Linked DNA regions of Sus scrofa: region 2 is linked to region 1. Evidence: chromatin contacts called from public HiChIP or PLAC-seq data. All regions are on one chromosome and are shown on one strand. Each heading gives the region's core, a stretch centred on a gene start, on an enhancer-like site or on the middle of the called end of the contact. The rest is flanking DNA. Distances are from core to core; before and after follow the strand shown. Region 1 holds the start of SPINT2 (kunitz-type protease inhibitor 2). Region 2 holds the start of EIF3K (eukaryotic translation initiation factor 3 subunit K).

What was found. HiChIP or PLAC-seq counts read pairs in DNA pulled down with a chosen protein or histone mark.
Region 2: a contact with region 1 is called in an H3K27ac HiChIP or PLAC-seq map of alveolar macrophages. The contact joins the promoter of EIF3K here to the promoter of SPINT2 in region 1. A contact is called at or near these places in 1 of 47 Hi-C or Micro-C datasets (embryonic fibroblasts) and 1 of 2 datasets of contacts at active chromatin or transcription factors (alveolar macrophages).

What each region holds. Positions count from the first base shown.
Region 1 is chr6:47,178,216-47,184,540 of Sscrofa11.1, reverse strand. SPINT2 (kunitz-type protease inhibitor 2) reads right to left here and starts at 2,769. Exons shown (of 7, transcript XM_003127108.5): 1 at 2,181-2,769. The coding sequence starts at 2,286.
Region 2 is chr6:47,473,691-47,480,015 of Sscrofa11.1, reverse strand. EIF3K (eukaryotic translation initiation factor 3 subunit K) reads right to left here and starts at 3,832. Exons shown (of 8, transcript XM_003127119.5): 1 at 3,673-3,832; 2 at 2,448-2,546. The coding sequence starts at 3,731. MAP4K1 (mitogen-activated protein kinase kinase kinase kinase 1) reads left to right here and starts at 4,926. Exons shown (of 32, transcript XM_021094343.1): 1 at 4,926-5,142; 2 at 5,311-5,368; 3 at 5,502-5,592; 4 at 6,279-6,325. The coding sequence starts at 5,044.

The DNA.
Region 1 (6,325 bases), core at 1,520-4,019:
TCAGGCATAGGGAAATAAACAACCATCAGAAGTCACCATAGGCAATGACTTGGAGCATAAATACCTGCTTTCTCTTTTTCCATCCAAAATGCTGGCCACCTGACTCCAGCCTACAGCCACTTTGCATCCTCTCCAGTCCTCACCCAGTCTTCCCCCTCCCCTGCCCGACATACTCCCGTTCCAGGCCTGCACCCGCAGCATGTGGAGGTTCCCAGGCTAGGGGTCAAATCAGAGTTGTAGCTGCCAGCCTACACCACAACCACAGCAAAGCCAGATCTGAGCCGTGTCTCTGACCTACAACGAAGTTCACGGCAACACTGGATCCTTAACCTACTGAACAAGGCCAGGGATCGAACCCACGTCCTCATGGATCCTAGCTGGGTTTGTTATCGCTGAGCCATGACAGTAACTCCCATGTATTCCACTACTTCCAACTGGACATTTGCCCCTAAGGTCTCTCTCTACACCACCTGCTCATTCTTCACGGTAGAGCTCAGGTGTCACTGTCCTCAAAGAGACCTCCTCTGACCACCTGAGCTAAAGGGGCCCCTCATCTTACATCATCCCCGTGTGTCTACTCTGCCCTGCTCAGTTACGTCTTGGTAATTTAATACTGTGGCGAGTGCTCTTTATTTAAATGTTTACTCATCGTCTCTGTCTAGCCCCCTAGAATATAAGGTCTGTAAATGCGGGGACCTGGCCTGTCTGAGTCACAAGGGTTATGCCCTTCCAGCACTGTCTCAGATACAAGGCAGGGGCCCAATAAGTTTTGCTGAATCGATGAATTCTTCTTTCAAGAGTGGTTTTCAGGAGTTACCGTTGTGGCTCAGCGGTTAATGAATCTGACTAGGAACCATGAGGTTGTGGGTTGGATCCCTGGCCTTGCCCAGTGGGTTAACGATCCGGCGTTGCCGTGAGCTGTGGTGTAGGTCGCAGACGTGGCTTGGATCCTGTGTTGCTGTGGGTCTGGCGTAGGCTGGCAGCTACAGCTCTGATTAGACCCCTAGCCTGGGAACCTCCATATGCCGCAGGAGCGGCTCAAGAAATGGCAAAAAGACCAAAAAAGAGTGGTTTTCAAAGCCTGCTTGTGTTTGTCCGAAGCAGTAAGGTTAGACCAACACTTGTTCAAAAAGACCTTTCAGGCCAAATTTCCATAGAGTATAGAGGTTTAAACTGGGCCTTATCCTCCACCAGGCTCTAAGGACCAGTGCAACCAATCCGAGCCCACTTCTTCTTTTTTCTTTCTTTTTTTTTGTCTTTTGAGGGCCGCACCCACGCAGCATATGGAAGTTCCCAGGCTAGGGGTCCAATCGGAGCTGTTGCCACCAGCCTACACCACAGCCACAACAACGTCAGATCCGAGCCGTGTCTGAGACCTACACCACACACAGCCCACCGCAACACCCCAACCCAGTGGGCAAGGCCAGGGATTGAAGCCGAAACCTCATGGTTCCTAGTCAGATGCATTAGCCACTGAGCCACGACGGGAACTCCCATCCAAGCCCCCTTCTTAATGCCCATATTCTTCGTACACCAAGGGGCTCCCACCCTTGCACCCTGACGAAGTTCTCTCCCCCACACTGGTGCTTTTCTTCTCCTTCCTTTGGCTCTCACTGAGAAACACCGTTCTTCTGGGAGGCGCTCTGCTGCAGCTGAACCAGAAAGGTGTCTCAGGAGGCCGCTGTCCATGATCTAAAGAGGAGAGGGTGAGGTCTTCTTTCCTGAGGCTAAAAACAGCCACCTGGTCACCTGTCCGAGCCAGCCCTCGGAGACGGGCCTCCCCGGGCTTTCTGGGGCCCTGCCACTTTCCGCCTCCAGGAAGAGGCCGGTCTTCGGTTCGGCCCCTCACCCGCTTCCTGCCACAGGAAGGGCCGATGCCACTCCTTGGTCAACAGCCCTCGTCGCCTCCCTCACCCACAGGAAACTTTTCCCAGCCCGGGTTCCTCCGCGCTCCTCACTCGCAAGGGTTCCCAAACTTTCTTCTCCAGGCTCGGCCTCCCAGGGCTGGCTCCAGGGCGCCCCCTGAGCTTCACCAAATCGCCCCCAACTTTCTTCTCCACCAGTTCTCCCCGCTCAGGGCCTCCTCGGACCCGACTTACCCCCTCGACCTTGCCCCTAACGCCCCGCCTGCAGCCCCTCAGCCCTCCATCCCTCCAGGGAGACCCCGCCCGGGACCTCACCGTGGACGCCACGATCTCCGTTGGCCTCCTTGGCCCCGCCGAGGAGCAGCAGTGCCAGCAGAGCGAGGAGCGCCCCGCACCAGCTCGGCCCGCACAGCTGCGCCATGACGGGCTCCACCCGGCTGCCCAGGGGAGGCCTCGAACCGCCGGCCGTTGGGGTCTCGCGGTCAGGTGCGGGAAGACCCTTGCCGCGCACGCGCACGGGAGCGCCTCGCGTCCAGCTGCGGCAGCTCGCAGAAGGTCCGCGGGGTGCTGCGCTGGCCCTCGCCACCCAGGAAGTTTCTAGGAAGCCCCTTTCTCGGGCCTTCGGTGTGCGGACACTGCCTCCGGTGCCCACGATGCTTCAGTCCGCTCCTCGCTCGCCCCCGACCTTACCCCCCACTTCAAGACCCCACCACACCCCCAAACGCTCGGTGGGCGCTGGAGGCAATGGCGGCCGCCTCGAAGCAGCTACGGAAGGTGGAGGGTCAGGGAGGGGGCGGGGCGCACCTGGCGAGGCGGGGCGCGTAGAGCGCAGGCGCAGGGAGGATGCACCTGAGCAGCCGTCCTCCTCCTTGGGCGCACCTGGACCCACCCCTGTCTCTGGAAAGGGGCGTGGTTTTTGCGTTGGCTCCGCCCAGGGTGGGGCCTAACCGGGGCAGGCGCACTCCTGCCTAGGTCTTCCGCCGCCCTAGCGTGTGGGCTTGTTGACCACGTCCGAGCACCTTCGCTCTTGGGCTAGGCCTCCGGGTGAGAGGAAAGGGCGCGGACGTGCCTTATTGGACACGTGTGATTTTTGCCCACCTCGCTTCAGCCTTCTGTTGCAAGGGATTTATTCCTAATTCCTATGTTCCCTGAGCACCTACTCAGTGTGTTGCTAGAAACCCAGCTGTGACCAAACCAGATTCCTGCATCACCAGGACAGGAACATCCCAGCGTAGTGATGATAGAAGCATAGGGCAGAGTGGATATGGATGAGACAGGGGACACAAGCTGAGTGCTAAGGGACTGGGTGGTGGAAGACCTGGGAGCCCAGACAAGTTCCCTATTTATTCTGAGAGCTGGGCAGGGAGGACCTCCCAGAGAAGATGAAAGAGCCGTGAATGAACACAAGCCTCACACTCTTGCCTCCCGGGTTCCCAGTCCTGAGACCAACTCTACACTAGATAGGGATTGGTGTCAGGGCTGAATTGGGAAAGCACAGGCAGAGGCAGCTGACCACCTTGGGGGCCAGGAAGGACTTCCTGTAGAGGGATGTGCGAGCTGAATCTTAAAAGGAGGATGGATAGGACAGGCATAGGAGTAGAGCTCAGTCAACAGGATAATTAAAATAAATGTATTTTGGAAAACACTTTATGGGAATTTGCATTGTAGTGCAGGGGAAATGAATCCAACTAGAGTCCATGAGGATGCAGGTTTGATCCCTGGCCTTGCTGGGGTGGGGGGGCGTTCCAGCACTGCCATGAGCTGTGGTGTAGGTCTCAGACAAGGATCATCGGATCCGGAGTTGCTGTGGCTGTGGCGTGGGTTGGCAGCTGTAGCTCCGATTCAACCCTTAGCCAGGGAACTTCCATATGCTGCAGGTGCAGCCCTAAAAACCAAAAAAAAAAAAAAAAAAAAAAGAAGAAAACACTTTACAGTGCTATGAAGAAAATGAATTGAAGGCTGGGATGGAAAATAACGGAGGACTGGGTGGTGGAGGAGGTGGTTTTGATAATGAACCTTGGAGGATAAGAAGAGCTAATGGATAAACATTTCAAGCAAACAGCAAATGCAAAAGTCCTGAAGCAAGGAAGACATCAGGGTGGTGCTGCAGGACCCAGGGCCACACCCACTCCTCGGCCTCCCTCTAGATGTAATAATATGTGAAGAACTTTAACTGGGTTATCAAAATGGTGTGTTTACCTTAAGCAATTAAAATGTTTCTTTTTAGGGAGGTTCCTGAGACTTATGCAAGTTCCCAGGCTAGGGGGCGAATCAGAGCTGTAGCTGCTTGCCTGGGACACAGCACAACCACACACCAAATCCTTTAACCTACTGAGTGAGGCCAGGGATCAAACCCTCATTCTCATAGATACTAGTCAGATTCTTTTTTTTTTTTTTTATCTTTTCTAGGGCCGTTCCTGCGGCATATGGAGGTTCCCAGGCTGGGGGTCTCTGCTGCCAGTCTACGCCAGAGCCACAGCAACTCGGGATCCAAGCCGCGTCTGTGACCTATACCACAGCTCACGACAATGCCAGATCACGGCAACCCACTGAGCAAGGCCAGGGATCGAACCCGCAACCTTATGGTTCCTAGTCTGATTTGTTAACCACTGCACCACAACGGGAACTGCACTAGTCAGATTCTTAACCTGCTGAGCCACAATGAGAACTCCCTGACAATGATCTTCTAATGATCACAAATCCTCCAGCAGTGTCTGCGACCTATACCACAGCTCCTGGCAATGCTGAATCCTTAACCCCCTGAGCCTAGTTGGATTCTTAACCTGCTGAGCCACAATGAGAATTACAGCAATTAAAGTTTATAAAACGTGGGAGTTCCCATTGTGGCTCAGCAGTAAAGAACACAACTAGTATCCATGAGGATTTGGGTTCGATCCCTGGTCCTGCTCAGTGGGTTAAGAATCCAGCGTTGCCCTGAGCTGTGGTGTAGGTTGCAGACACGGCTCAGCTCTGGCATTGCTGAGCCACAATGGGAACTACCAGTGTCTACGCTTTGCTGTATGCTGTGATGGGACAGAGCTGGAGTTTGAACCAGGTCTGTTAGATGCCAAGTGTTTTTTCCACTCTCCCACAGCTGATGCCTGGCTGGCTTTATTTACTGAGTATCTTTTATATGCCAAATACTGCAGAGAGAAAGATGTAAAAGAAACAGACCCAGGAGTTCCTGGCCCAGCTCAGTGGGCATTGCCGTAAGCTGTGGTGTAGGTCACAGGAGCGGCTTGGATCTGGTGTTCCTGTGGCTGTAGCCTAGGCCGGCAGCTGCAGCTCCTATTCAACCCCTAGCCTGGGAACTTCCATATGCCACAGGTGCGGCCCTAAAAAAGCAAAACATAAATAAATAAATACAGTTTATAAAACTTTACGCCTGCCGTCTTCTTTGATCTTGCAGTGAATGCGAGGCCAAAAGTCTCTTTAGCACCTGAACCCTGGACCCCCACCCTGTCCCACAAAACCCAGGCTTGAGCTGGAAGACAGAGGACTGGTGGTGAGAGGTGAGGCAGGAGAGGAGGCATAGGCCTGTTCAATCACACATCTGTTCACACATCTGTTCACTCATCAGTACATTCTTTGAGCACCTACTATAAGCCAGGTACTATCGTAAATGCTGGAGAAGATAGAACAGTGAACAAAGCAAAATTCCTGGCCTGTTGGAACTCACTTTGTAGTGTTGATAGCAGTGATGGAAGTAGCATATCAGCTGCAGAGGCTGAGCCCCCTAAACTGAGTTCTCCCGCTGAGTTTGTGATTAACATCTCTATCCAAAATCTGATTCCCTTTCTTATTCAGCCCCTCAGGATTGAGGGGTATTGAAACCAAGCAGGAAATCTATTTTTCTTTTTTTTTTTTTGTCTTTTGTCTTTTTGTTATTGTTGTTGTTGTTTTGTTGCTTATTTCTTGGCGCTCCGCGGCATATGGAGGTTCCCGCTAGGGTCAATCGGAGCTGTAGCCACTGCCTACGCCAGAGCCACAGCAACGCGGGATCCGAGCCGCGTCTGCAACCTACACCACAGCTCACGCAACACCGGATCGTTAACCACTGAGCAAGGGCAGGATCGAACCCGCAACCTCATGGTTCTAGTCGATTCGTTAACCATGCACCACGATGGAACTCCAATATTTTCTTTTTTTTTTAGGGCTGCATCAAGAGCATATGAAGTTCCCAGGCTAGGGGGTCAAATCAGAGCTATAGCTGCCAGCCTAGCCCACATCCATAGCCATGCAGGATCTGAGCTGAGTCTGTGACCTACATCACAGCTCACAGCAATGCCTGATCCCCAACCCGCTGAAGGAGGCCAGGGATCGAACCCACATCCTCATGGATACTAGTCAGATTCATTTCTGCTTTACCTCAACAGGAACTCTAAAAGTCTTCTATTTCTTATTTGTAGAAAAAGGCAGAGTTCCCATGGTGGCACAATAGGACTGGTGGCTTCGCTGAA
Region 2 (6,325 bases), core at 2,583-5,082, 290 kb before region 1:
AGACAACTCAATGCCCAAACCCCAAAAAACCCTACTAAAAAATGGGAGAAGACCTGAATAGACATTTTTCCAAAGAAGATGTACCGATCAACACAGACACACAAAAAGATGCACGACAATGATAATCATCCGGGAGATTCAAATCAAAACCACGATGAGCTGTCACTTCACACCTGTCAGAAAGGCCAAGGATGTGGAGAAGAGACCACTCTGGTACATCTGTTGGTGGAAATGTAATTGGTGCAGCCACTATGGAAGACAATATAAAGGTTCCCCCCAGAAATGAAAAAAATAGAACTACCAGGGAGTTCCTGCTGTGGCTCAGTGGGTTTAAGAATCTGACTCGTATCCATGAGGATGTGGGTTCAATCCCTCGTGTCGCTCAGTGGGTTAAGGATCCAGCGTTACCGTGAGCTGTGGTGTAGGTTGAAGGCTTGGCTCAGGTCTGGCGTTGCTATGGCTGTGTAGCTGCAGCTCTGATTCAACCCCTAGCCTGGGAACTTCCATGTGCCGTGGGTGCGGCCCTAAAAAGACAAACAGAAACAGAACTACCAGAAATTCCTGCTGTGGTGCCACAGGATACATGAATCTCTGCAGCACTGAGACACAGGTTCGACCCCTGGGCCAGCACAGTGGGTTAAAGGATCCAGCGTTGCCGCAGTTTACGCTGAAACTGTGGTTGGATCTGATCCCTGGCCTTGGAACTCCATACGCCATAGGGAGGCCAAAAAAGGGGGAAAAGAAAGAACCAGCCACCTAAATGTCCATCAACAGATGAGTGGACTAAGAAGATGTGGTATATAAACACAATGGAATACTACTTGGTCATAAAAAGGAGTGAAATAATGCCATTCACAGCAACATGGATGCAACCAGAGATGATCACACTCAGTAAAGTCAGAAAGAGAAAGACAAGTACCACACGACATCACTTATACATGGAATCTCAAATATGGCACAAATAAACATATCTACAAAACAAAAACAGACTCACAAACATAGAGAACAGATTTGTGGTTATCAAGGGGGAGGAGGGAGAGCAGGATAGACTGACAGCCTGTGGTGAGTAAATGCAACTATTACATTTATAATAGACCAACAACAAGATCCTACCAGAGAGTACAGGGAACCATAACCAATCTTTTGGGATAAACCATGATAGAAAAGAACATTAAAAATAAAAATAAGTATATATATATATATATATATATATATATATATATATATATATATCTGGATAACTAAGTCATTTTGCTGTACAGGAGAAATTGGCACAACATTATACCAACAATTATTAAAAAAAAAAAAAATACTACCATATGACCCAGCAATTCCAACCTGAGTACACATCCAAAGATAACAAAAACACTAAGTCGAAAAGACACATGCACCCCAATGTTCACAGCAGCACTATTTATGACAGCCAAGACATGGGAGCACTCTAGGTGTCCACTAACAAATGAATGGATAAAACGGGATACACACACAAGGGAACATCACCCAGCCATGAAAGAATGAAATTTTGCCCTTTGCAATGACATGAATGGACCTCAATACGCTTAGTGAAATAAGCTGAAGAAAGACAAATACTGTACGTTTTGACTAATATGTGGAACCTAAAAGATGACAACGGATGACTATAATGAAACAAAAACAAACCCAAATATACAGAACAAACTAGTGGTTACCAGAGGGGAGCAGGGTGGGAGGGAGGCAAGACAGGCGGGCGAAGGAGATTAAGAGATACAAACTGGTAGATATAAAATAAGTAAGATACAAGGATGTAACATACAGCACAGACTATAACCAATTTTTTTTTTTTTTTTTTTTTTTTTTGTCTTTTTGCTATTTCTTGGGCCGCTCCCACGGCATATGGAGGTTCCCAGGCTAGGGGTCCAATTGGAGCTGTAGCCACCGGCCTACGCCAGAGTCACAGCAACATGGGATCCGAGCCGCGTCTGCAACCTACACCACAGCTCACCGTCTGCAACCTACACCACAGCTCACCGCAACGCCGGATCGTTAACCCACTGAGCAAGGCCAGGGACCGAACCCGCAACCTCATGGTTCCTAGTCGGATTTGTTAACCACTGCGCCATGACAGGAACTCCATCAATGTTTTATATAACCATGTTTTTGGCCATACTTGCAGCATATGGAAGTTTCAAGGATAAAACCCATGCCACAGCGGTGACAACGCTGGATCTTTAACCTGCTGAGCCACCAGAGAACTCTTATATTGACTTTAAATGGAATAAAATCTATAAACACATCCAATTGTTATGTTTCACACCTGAAAATATAACACTGTACATCAATTACATTTCAACTTAAAAGAGAGAGAAGCCACATCCTGTGGGCCACCCCCAACTCCCACCCTACCCAGTATTGGGAGCGGCACCTTGCTGGCTACTGACACAGTGGTGGGAACAGATGCAGACACTCACAGTTTCAGAACAGCCAGGTTGGCTTCCAGATCATAGGCATTCTCCTTAGCCTGTGTCTCCACATAGCGCTCCAGGGTGGCCAGATTCTCAGGATTATACCTAGAGGAGAAACAAGATGGGTGAGCAGAAAAGAGAGGAGCTGAGGTCAGTCGCTCTGTGGGGCCGGGGTGAGAGGGGACACTGTAGCCTGCTCCTCCCTCTTCCTTTCTTGCTTCCCTCCAGATCTGTCACTGGTCACTTGCTCTACTCAAATACCGAATCAGCTCTATAACCTCTAACAAAACTTATCCACATCCCAGACCTAAGCCTAAGCTCTAGCCCCCGTGTATTTTTTTTTTTTCTTAAGGCCGCACCCTTGGCCGCATATGTAGGTTCCCAGGCTAGGGGCTGAATCAGAGCTACAGTTGCTGGCCCACACCACAGCCACAGCAACGCAGGATCCGAGCCGCATCTGCAACCTATACCACAGCTCACAGCAACACCAGATCCTTAATCCACTGAGAAAGGCCAGGGATTGTACCCGCAACCTCAGGGTTCCTAGTCAGAAGTGTTTCCGCTGTGCCACGATGAGAACTCTATCAGCCCTGTGTCTTTTCTAGGATGTCTCCTCAACCTCTCAGCCAACCAGCCCTGGCAGCATGTATACCTGGCCTCCAGGACATCTTTGCCAGGCACCCCTTTCTCCCCTCCCCAGGCCCCACTCAGGTCTAGCACCATCTTCTCCTGCCTAGCATCCCCCCATCCCAGCCCTGACCACTTCTGGCTACCACTACCACTGCCTATTGGCAGGTTTGTCTAGACTCTGAACCGGGAACTCCGTGAAAGCACAGCCTGTGACTCTCTTGGTCACTTCTGGTTCGCAGCAGTGCCCAGCACTGACAAAACAGATTTTAGTAAACATGTATTGGATGAATGATATGGGAGGGGGGAGAGAGAAAGAGGCACTGAGAGAGACAGACTGAGGAGGAGAGAAAGGAAAGTGAGGGGAAGCCGAGAAGCAGAGAGAGAGGCCTTACATCAATTAAAAAAGGGAGGACTGAGCGGTAGACAAGCTTATCGCCCGCCATAAGGCCTCTGCAGTGCTGTTTCCTTAAACATCTCCAAGACGACTGAAAAAACCCCACTCCCGGGCAAGCCCAGGATCCAGACCACCCTTGCTGTCTCCCGAAAAATCCCCTCCTCCATCCTGCTTGGCCAGAAGCGCTCCCTCTGACCAGGTTCAGACCTGTCGATACCCTTGAGCAACTTGCCCACGTTCGCTCTCATCTGCTCAAACATCGCCATGACTACTCTTGCCTCCCACACCGGGACTGAAGCCGAAGATCCTACAGGCACGGCGTCCTCGAGGACCGGAAAAGGAACTGCGGGTGGAGACGGAAACTACGTCACTGTTTCCTCTCCAGCCCTGGAGGCGAAGATGGAGGAGGCTCTAGCTGCGGCTGCCGCGCTTTCCGGCTGCCACGTGACTTCTTCCCAGCGTGCGCAGTTGGCGCGTGCGCATACGCTCCACTTGAGCAGGACCAAAGGCGTGAGTAAAAGACCAGTCTAGTTCAGTGCGCAGGCGCCCTCTCGAGGCGAGGAGGCGGGGCTGAGCTTTTCCCGGGCCTTGCGTACCCAGTCCTAGTCTCTGGGATGTGCGCGCGAGGTCCCTGGGAAGGAGGTGAATCCCTGACGGCGAGCACGCACGTCGCGCTGCGCGCTGTGGTGAACTCAAAACTGTGTTGGAATGCACTTGTTGAAGTCCCTTTGGGCCATGGCCAAGTCCCGAGGAAGGTGCTCTCGGAGGCCCCCTTTGCTCCAGGCCTCGACCCCTGAGGCAGGATCTAGAGCACCGCAGTTTCCAGCCCTGAACCGGGTCCCCAAGCTCCAACCTAACGCCAGGGTTAGCGGCCCGCAAAGCCGCTGTGCTCTGCTGGCAATGGCCGGGGTGAGAGGCTACTGAAACCCCACAGCTCACGCCCAGTCCCTATAGGCTCCAGTCTTGTGGGTGAAGGCGAGCGCCTCGTGAGTTATGTGCAGATTCTTCACACTGCAGGCATGAATGCACATGCATGTGTTATGTATGTGGAGGTATATGCTCTGAGTACTTTCACACGTATCGACTGCCCTTTGCACCGCACAGGGGTTACCACTAAGTGCATGTATGCGCTCCAGGTGAACAGTGACATACACTGCATGGCCATCTCTGTGCAGACCTGCCATCTCCCGGTCGTGGCCAAACTCTCAAGCACTCAGCTGAGGTTCAACTGTAGTTTTTGGCCGCCACCCAGAATGGGGGAAGGAGTGTTAGGGCACCCTCCGGGTCACAATTAAGATAGTTTGCATCTGGTTTACATTCAGCCTGGAAGTGAAGGGGGGGGTCCCCTGGGTCCCAAGGCAAGCTGCCCCTAACAGGCTCTCAGGGCCCAGGGGACAGGGGGTGGAGCCGGCTGCACAGCCCTGAGCTGGGGCAGGAAGCGAGAGTGGGGAGGGGGGAGGCCACAGCGGGTGGAGGCAAGGCGGGTGCAGGGCGTGTGGGGAGGGAGGGAGGTGCCAGCGATCTGAGCCCTGAGGCCCTGCTGGCCCCTGGGCGCAGGCCCGGCTCTGGCCCCCAGGAATGGACCTCGTGGACCCCGACATTTTTAATAGGGATCCCCGGGACCACTACGACCTGCTGCAGCGGCTGGGTGGCGGCACCTATGGGGAAGTCTTCAAGGTGAGGAACTCTGTCCTTCTCCATCACCCTCAAGCCAGTGACCTTTGGGGGGAGACCCAAGAAGGGAAGGGGATGCGAGAGGGTCCCGGTCCCTGGTTTTGGTTCAGGGATGCTGAGGAGGACTCAGGCAAATGGAGCCCGCCTGACTGCCAACTTCCCCTTTACAAGGCTCGAGACAAGGTGACGGGGGACCTGGTGGCATTGAAGATGGTGAAGATGGAGCCTGGTGAGGACAGGACCCAGGAGCTCCTTCCCCACACCCCCCACCTCCCGGGATGGTGGCGCCCCCCCCTCCCTGACTCCCTCCTCCCCACACTCCCTCCCTGCAGCGGCCTTTTCTCTTCTGCCCTTCCTTGCAGACGATGATGTGTCCACACTTCAGAAGGAAATCCTCATCTTGAAAACCTGTCGGCACGCCAACATCGTGGCCTACCACGGCAGTTATCTCTGGTGATGAGCCCCAGACCTGCCCTGGCACCCAGCCCGGCCTCCACCCCCAAACTCCCGTTCCTGACCAGGGGACCCCCTAACCTGACCTCCAATCCTGGACCAAAGTCCCACTTTTTTGACCAGATCGAATCTCCAATCCAGAACTCTCATTTCTGACCCGGGGGCCCTCCAGTTGATCCCTTCATAGTAACCAAACCTGAAAACGAGTCCCCTAAAACGCATCTTTCACCGTCCTGCTCTTCAGGTCCCCCACTTTCACTTTCTGTTCCTGAAGGTGAACCCCTTAATTTCCTGACCCCCCAATTAATATCCCAGATGCCTCGGTCATGATCTCTGTTCCCCAGACCTGGCATCCTGGGCTCCTCTGTCCCCATCGAACTTCCACAACCTGTGAGACCCGTGCCCTGTCTCCCAGGTTAGCATAGAACAACAGAGGATGCCATGGGTCTGGAGCCCAAAGACCTGGCTTTGATTCCACTTGACCCTAAACGTATATTTCCTCTCTGAGTCTCAACTTCCCCATCTATAAAATGGGAGTGGGGTGATGGTCACTCGGATGGGCAATAGATAGACGACGGCGCTTACATTAAAGTTTTTGTTGTCCTAGAACAAGATGGACAGTGAGCCAGGAGCTGTCCTATAAATAATCATTTTTTTCAGCTCTGATTATTTCTGCTCTTGAACAGGCTGCAGAAGCTCTGGATCTGCATGGAATTCTGTGGGGCTGGTTCTC